Regions from separate parts of the Pan troglodytes genome. Here region 1 is linked to region 2. The links are chromatin contacts, called in public HiChIP or PLAC-seq maps. All regions are on one chromosome and are shown on one strand. Each heading gives the region's core, a stretch centred on a gene start, on an enhancer-like site or on the middle of the called end of the contact. The rest is flanking DNA. Distances are from core to core; before and after follow the strand shown. Region 1 holds the start of DYRK1A (dual specificity tyrosine phosphorylation regulated kinase 1A). Region 2 holds the start of VPS26C (VPS26 endosomal protein sorting factor C).

The links. HiChIP or PLAC-seq counts read pairs in DNA pulled down with a chosen protein or histone mark.
Region 1: an H3K4me3 HiChIP or PLAC-seq map of stem cell-derived excitatory neurons shows a contact between it and region 2, with 4 times the contacts expected there. The contact joins the promoter of DYRK1A here to the promoter of VPS26C in region 2. A contact is called at or near these places in 2 of 7 Hi-C or Micro-C datasets (blood and stem cell-derived neural progenitor cells) and 1 of 1 datasets of contacts at active chromatin or transcription factors (stem cell-derived excitatory neurons).

What each region holds. Positions count from the first base shown.
Region 1 is chr22:38,067,101-38,070,558 of NHGRI_mPanTro3-v2.0_pri, forward strand. DYRK1A (dual specificity tyrosine phosphorylation regulated kinase 1A) reads left to right here and starts at 2,087. Exons shown (of 12, transcript XM_009424841.5): 1 at 2,087-2,108.
Region 2 is chr22:37,969,754-37,973,629 of NHGRI_mPanTro3-v2.0_pri, forward strand. It overlaps VPS26C (VPS26 endosomal protein sorting factor C), which reads right to left and starts at 1,368. Exons shown (of 8, transcript XM_054675100.2): 1 at 507-1,368. The coding sequence starts at 563. It overlaps LOC112206651 (a long non-coding RNA gene), which reads left to right and starts at 973. Exons shown (of 3, transcript XR_010154525.1): 1 at 973-1,063.

The sequences.
Region 1 (3,458 bases), core at 837-3,336, 98 kb after region 2:
TTCACCACTTACTGGTGAGTGGTGACTGCCTTGAGAAAGTCATGTAATCACTCAGGACTTGTTTTCTCATCCACATAATGGGGATGTAATGTTGCTGTGAGGATTAGAGATACTCTAGAACGTGCTGGGTAAGTGCAGGCTGTTACTACCTATGAGCTGAGGGCCTTTGCTTTTCAAGGTGAATAGTCTATGAATAAACACATCTGTAAGTGAATCTAATGGGAAGATTCTTAGATGACAAGGATTTCATCTGTGAACCAGGTCAGCTGGCATCTATACCGGAGTCCTTCCGGCCTACATGTGGTCACTTGTTTGGAGCCAGCTGTAATTTACAGGTTACGTTTTTAGGTGAAGCCTGTATAAAACCATTTTACAGCATTCCAACCTGGCTATGACATTCATTGACCAATGTTGTCTAAGGCTGTCACACTGGGGAGAAAAGGGGTGCAGCCTTCTAGATACGAAGACCAGCAATGCCTTCTATACCCGCATGTTTATAATCTCAAGATTCTGCCCCACTACGATATCTTCTAGGTTGATTTGAACTGAAGACAAGGACACATATCTTGAGGCATTGTCATATTCTGTTCAGGTTACCTGGAAGATTAACTATACAAGTTTCTTCCATTACCAGGAATAAAAATTTGAGTCAAATTTAATTTAGTATTAAAGGTTGCAAATGCTGACGTGCTCTGATAGAAGCGAAAGCTTGGTGAATGGGCTGGGATGGGGTGGGGGCAGGAAGGAGACCCACAAGCAGAGAGGAAGAAGTTGGTTGTATAGGTGGAAGCTTGAGCTTGGGAGGAACCAGGTAGGGACCTCTCCTCTGAATAAGGGGCGCTCTGGGCCACTTCCTCTTTCTTCAAAACAATTAAGTTGACCGTGGACCTTAATCACACTAGCAGGGCAATTTTGAAACAATAATCCGAAAGAACTTTTGCCAGCTACGGCAACTTTTTTATATCATGGAGATGAGCCTGAAAGCAAGCTATTTGCCCGACCACTTTTTGACCAATTTATTTTCGGTTTAGTCAGGTTTCTTCCAAGTCTGTGCTAATCTGAATGGTTACCTTAGTAATTACTTTTTGACTAATTTATTTTCGGTTTAGTCGGATTTCTTTCAAAGTCTGTGCTAATCTGAATGGTTACCTTAGTATATCAATGTCCTAGTAACTGTAGCAAGGACATTTTTGCTGGAAATCATTTAAAGCAGGTGTATTTGAGTCATGTAGCATAGACAGCGGCATTTACTGCGAGTTTTTTACATCTAATATTGTTTATAAGATTTTATCTGTTGTCACATTTGTGAAGTTTATGAAAAAAATTGGTTATGAACACTATCACAAGGTGGCAAAATCAAGCTTAGAAATCAATTAGTGACTCTGCTGTAAAATAGTATATATATACACACACACTCTTTTTAGGTATACATTTATTAAATGCCATTAGAGTTGGTACAAAATACAATTTTTAGCTGGTGGCTCTCTACCGATTACAACGCAGCCAGCACAGCATACTTGGGTTTTCACCCAGCAATACACAGCTGGGGAGAAGGGGTAAGAATAAAAATCAGCGAAAGCCAGGATATTAATAAAGAGTTTTGATGGTTAAGGACAAGCAGGCGAATTAAGACTCTGGAAACCGAGAAGGTGTACAGAAAAGAAAACCAGAGAGCTGGACGACAAGGACACAGTAACAGCACAAGGGGATTCATCTAAGGGGCATTCCGATGGAGCAGGCAGGCTGCGCCCAGAAAGGTGGGGAGGGGTTGGAAGCAGATGGGCAGGCACGGGCGAGCGTGCACAGCCTGAAAAAGTTTTCATGATGGCTCCAGCCTAATTTCCCAACGCTGGTCTCGGGCGCCACAAAACCTGGGCGGCCCGACCGGAGCCGGGTGCCAGCCTCAGGGCCGCCGGGCCCGGCGCAGCGTCCGGAATTCCTGCGATGTCTGGGGCGCGGCGGTGGCTCCTCCCCGCCCCCACCACGGCCTCCGCCGGCATTTTCCGGCTAGGAGGCCCGCCAGCCCTTCGAAGAACCGGCTCCACGCGCGGACGGTCGCGGCCGGCGCGCTTCCCGGGGAGAGAGGCGAGCGCTGCGCCCGGACCGCGGTGAGAGCCCTCCAGGCCCGGGCGCGCGGGGTGGGCTTCCCGGGTCCCCGCCCGAAGGCCGCGGCGCCCCTCCCCCTCCCCCGCCCGGGGCAGCCCGCCCCTCCCCCCGGCGCGGGCGGGGCTGCGGTCGCCGACGCGGAAGCGCGGGGCGCTAGGGCTGCGGGGGCGGCGGCGCGGGAGGCCGCGCGCGCTCCCCGGGCCGCAGTCGGCGCGGGCGCGGGGCGGGGCGAGGCGGCCCGGCGCTCGCGCACAGGCCTGGCCGCCGCCTCGCCCCCCCTTCCCCAGCCCCTACCCTCCCTCGGCCTAGCCGTCCCCCTCCTCTCCCCTCCCCCGGGCGAATCACGCGCCCTCCTCTGACACTCGTAGCGGACCCGAGCTCCGAATTTATCCTTCACGTGACCTGAGGGGGTTGGGTGGTTGGCTGGGGACAGAGGGGGAGACGGAAAGGAGGGAACGGAATCTGCCGTTACCTGAGCAACAGGCCCCGCCCGCCGGCTCGGTGCCGGGGGGCGGGAGGAGGACGTCAGCACGTCAGCCGGGGTTTTGCGTTTTGATTGACAGTTGCTATAGCGACCGGGTCGGTCCGTCGCCATTTTGTTGGTTGGTTTTTTTTTAAACCCTTTCGCTTCCCGCCCGAATAATAATAAAAAGCCCCATTGGAGTGAGGCGGGGGTGGCGGCGGCAACCGCGGCGGGGGTATCCGGGGAGACTGCTGCTGTCGCTGCTGCTGATCGCGGCCCAGGTCGGCCTCAGGGAGCGGACACCCCGAGCGGGGGGTGCGGGCGCCGCCGCCGCCGCTTCTGCTGCTGCTGTTCCTGCTGCTGCTGTTGGTGCCGCTGCCGCCGCCGGCGAGCGGGCGGGACCGGTGTGAGTGCGAGTGTGTGTGCGAGGGAGCGTGTGCGAGGGCGAGTGTGCGCGCGAGTGTGCGGGTGTGTGCGAGTGTCTGTCTGTCTGTGCGGGGACTCGGGGGCGGGCGGTTCGGGCTCTCCTGGCGGAGGAGCCGCCGCCGCCGCCCGGGCCCCGGCGCTTCTCGCTGCGCAGGTTCGGAGCGCGCGCCATTTTGTGAGATTTACAAAATCCTCCTCGGGAAGAAGCCGCCGGCAGCAGCCGCCGCTCGGCGCCCGGCTTCGCCGACGCCGCCCTCTGCGCCGGGCCGGGCCGTGCGGCCCCGCCGCCTGGAATCGGGGCCCGGGGACTGCGGTATTTGCCGGGGAGGGGGCTGTCGCCTCCCCGGCCCCGGGCGCCGCTGGAACCGCGAGCCGAGGAGAGACTGAGCAGGCTGCGGCGCGGCCAGGAGCCGGAGCGCCGGGGGCGGAGAGAGGCTGCCGGGGCGGCGCTGGCTGCGGAGGC
Region 2 (3,876 bases), core at 118-2,617:
TATATGCTGCCGCCAGACATACCCATTTCTGCTTCCAAGGTTTGTTTTAGCTTTCGTTCATTAGACCTTTGCGGTCACCTTAGGAGAGAGGGAAAGGGGAGTTTGGTCGTCAACTCCTCCGCCCTCAGCGCTCACTGAGGGAGCTCAAGCCTGAGAACCCAACACCGCCGGGTGTTCAAGGGGCCAGATGGGAAGAGGCGCAGCCCCAGAGCTGGGCGCCTGCCCTGCACGTCCCGCAGATGCGGCGGCGGCGCCTGCCCTGGGGCCTCCTCGCAGGGCAGCCGGCCTCGCGCGGGAAGCACCTGGCGGGGACGCACCTGGCGGGAACGCACCCACCTGGCGGGAACGCACCCACCTGGCGGGAACGCACCCACCTGATGGAGACGCACCTGGCGGGGCAGCCCTGCCCCGCCTAGGGACGCGGGACGTGCGCAGAGCGATGGAGACAGCGGAACCTGCAGACCCGCCCAACCCCACCTCCATCCCCACCCCCAGCCCCCACTTACCCCGGCGTGATAAACTTTATTCGCTCTTTTAATCTTGATGTCCAGGGCGGTCCCCATCTCCAATTCTCCGCAGCAGCCGCCACTTCCGGCTGCGCGTGACCCCAGGGAAACAAAGGGCGCCTCCCCACTTCGTTCTGGGCCCCGCCCCTTTCCCTCTCTGCCGGCAGTGGCTCACGTGACCTCGCAGCGGCGTCGCACACACTCCCTAGCTCCGAGAGGCGAATGCCCCACGCCTTCCTCCTTCCGGCACAAGAGCCGGCCTTAGTGCGGGCCGAAGCGCTGTCACGGTTCACCCCGCCCCCTCTGGGCGTGAAAGACGGGGCCAAACTAGCCCCACCCCTTCCGTAGGGACAGTCTTACGCCGGAAATGCTCTTTTGCTGTCCGGGTTAGCGGAGGGAGGGAGAAACGCTCGGCTCTCCCCGCGTGCCCCGCGGCTGGAGGCGGAGCCGAGCCCGTCTGTCGGTTGCAGCCTGCGCAGGAAGGACGACGCTCCCGTCAGGCTGTGCGGCGCAGACGGGTCGCCCAATGGAGTTGTCTTCCAGGAGGTTTTAACTTGGTAATGCCTGCCCTCCTCAAATGTCCTTAATCTCCTCAACTCTAGCCCTCCACCGCTTTCTCCCTGGGGTTCTGAAGAGCCGGCGCCCCCTTGTCTGTCTGCGGCCAGGCGCCGCACCCTTCCCTTCCCGCGGGAACGGTTCCGGTCACCCTCAGGGGTGCGGCCTCTGCGTGCTAGTCCTGCAAAGCGCTGATTGGCCGGCGGCCCGCTTGCCTCGTGTCCCAGCGCCAGCTGGGCCTAGGGCCAAGGTCTCGGGAAGCCCCGGGTGACCTCGCTCTTCTCGGAGCCGCGGCGCTGGGTCACCCGCCAGCCGGGCTCCGCGGGCCGCGAGGGATTGTGGGTGTTCCCCAGGCGCGTGTCCTGGAACCGGGTGTTAAATATTCAGATCCGTGCGCCCCGCGCTGAAGGGTGGAAAGGCACGGCCCCCAGGCTCTGGGGCTTGGAGATTGGTTGCAAATGAAAGACTGAAAGCTGGAGTGAATCTGCCCATTATTTTTATTCCCAGCAACAGCTGACCCCAGATACAGTTTGTGGGGGTGGGGGGCGTTACTGCAGGGCAGTGCACTGTTAACGTCCTTCGTTTATTGAGTTAAAATCTCTTGTAAATGTTATAAATGAGGATTTTGCCAATAAGCAGAAGGTCAAATTTCATTTTGACAAATGATTTAATTAAATAATGCGGTGAAAAGTGCTTTTTGTTTAAATTCTTTGCTTTTTGTTTAAATTCTTTGATTCTGATCGTTATTTTTTAAAGTGCATTGCTTTTGGGATAACATCAGAAACTATCTGTAAAAAGAATTAGTATCACGAATGCCTCCCTCTTAAGAATATAAAATGTTTTACAGGCCAGCAGTGATGGTGCTGCAGCTACAATTGCATTTGAAGGTTAATAAATGGTATTTTCAAATATTCAGGTCTTGGTTTGCAGCTCCTCTCTGCCTTCAGGGCTTTGGTCTCTGTCTTCAATGTTTTCCTGGCAACTCAAAACTCAGCGATTTTAGAACAATTCATTAGGGACTTGAAAATCACAGTCTAGTCTATTTGAATTCAAGAAGTGGATCCCTTTCCGCTAGACTCACCCATCATTTTCAAGTGGTAAAAAATCAATCTCAGTAGACACTGCAGAGAAACAGGAAAAGAAACACATGTATCAACATTGTATACTTGGTTTTTTTGTTTTGTTTTGTTGTTGAGACGGAGTCTCGCTCTATCGCCCAGGCTGGAGTGCAGTGGTGCTATCTTGGTTCACTGCAACCTCCGCCTCCCAGTTTCAAGCGATTCTCCTGCCTCAGCCTCCCGAGCAGTTGGGACTACAGGCACGTGCCACCATTCCCAGCTAATTTTTGTATTAGTAGAGATGGGGTTTCACCATGTTGGCCATGCTGGTCTCGAACTCTTGACCTCATGATCCGCCCGTCTCGGCTTCCCAAAGTGCTGGGACTACAGGGGTGAGCCACTGCGCCCAGCCTCCAATCGCTATCCTTTTAAATCTTTTCCATCCCTCACTCACACCTTAGATGATACCTTAACTTTCTGGTCCATTTGAGTTACCAAAAATCAGACCGTGTTAAAGTGTCGATCTCATGTCTCAAGTGGGACCCTAAATCCCTTAGTGTGAGTGGGAAGGTGCAAAGCGTGGTTCGGGCATGCAGACACTTCTCAACGTACCTCTGCAAGGCCTGGCTTCTGTGTTGAGATAAGGAAGAGGAGAGAAAATGAGACAAATATCTCTTAACTAGCCACTGCTGAATTTTCTTAGTTGATTCCTGCCTCTCTGGTAACTGTCTCGTTTAAAATTCCTTTCGTGGGGTACAGATGGGGAGGTCAGGTGGGGTCTTCTCCCTGCCGCACAGTTCCATGGGAGATCTTTTCCATCACCCGCCCCCGCCGCCGTCAGCACCCGGCAGTACACTCAGCCTCTCAGGCAAGATCACTCAGGACCATTTATCTTCCGCATAGGAAGAATTTGACCCAGGAGAAATACACATCTTTGCCACACAAAAGGGCTGGACTGAAGACCACCCCGTGGCTACTCCTCTCTCCCCTGCTATATCCCTCTTCAATTTTGTTGTTCCCCCTTGCCATACAGACAGGGATAAATCAGCAAGAGTGCTGGAGGAACAGATCTGCAGGCAACAAATAGAATACCAGACTCCCCTTCCAGCAGGCCCTCTGATACCTTGGAGAGATTGTCCTATGTCCTTCCCAGCTACATCACTTCCCACCAGAAACACCGTCCTCTGCAATACCGACTGCCTCCTTTCATTCCTTCCCCTGCCTTCCTGTATAGATTGAGGAGAGGACTGGGGAAGTATTTGGTGGAAGCGGGGCTAGATCTGCAGCTTTTTATTAAGCCCTGGGGGAAGTGGCCCCAATTATAGGCATCTTTCATTAGGAGATGGAGTACTATGCCTGTAGTTTTCCATTGTGAGCCTAGTGCCAATTCTAGGACAATAGTAGAGGTCCCACTAAACATCTTTAAGTGGGTGCTATGATTCTCTGCACAGACTCTTCCTGCAGGACTGGAGGACATGTTCCCTGAGCTGCTAGGAGTATTGGTCTCAACAGTTTTCAGCTAAGTCACTCTTCAAAGCTTGCCTTTAATGAAGAAAACTGCCTTGCCCAAGGTCATTCCCCCTTCTAGGGGGCAGCCCACACTTGACAATTAATCCATTTAGGATATACAGGCCTCTCCGTTGTGCCAGTTTAGGACAACTCTGAAGGACCATTCCATATTCAAAACTCCCAGTATTAGTTAAATACTGATGTGTAGCAAATTACCCCAATCTGTAGTAGCTTTAAATAACAAACGT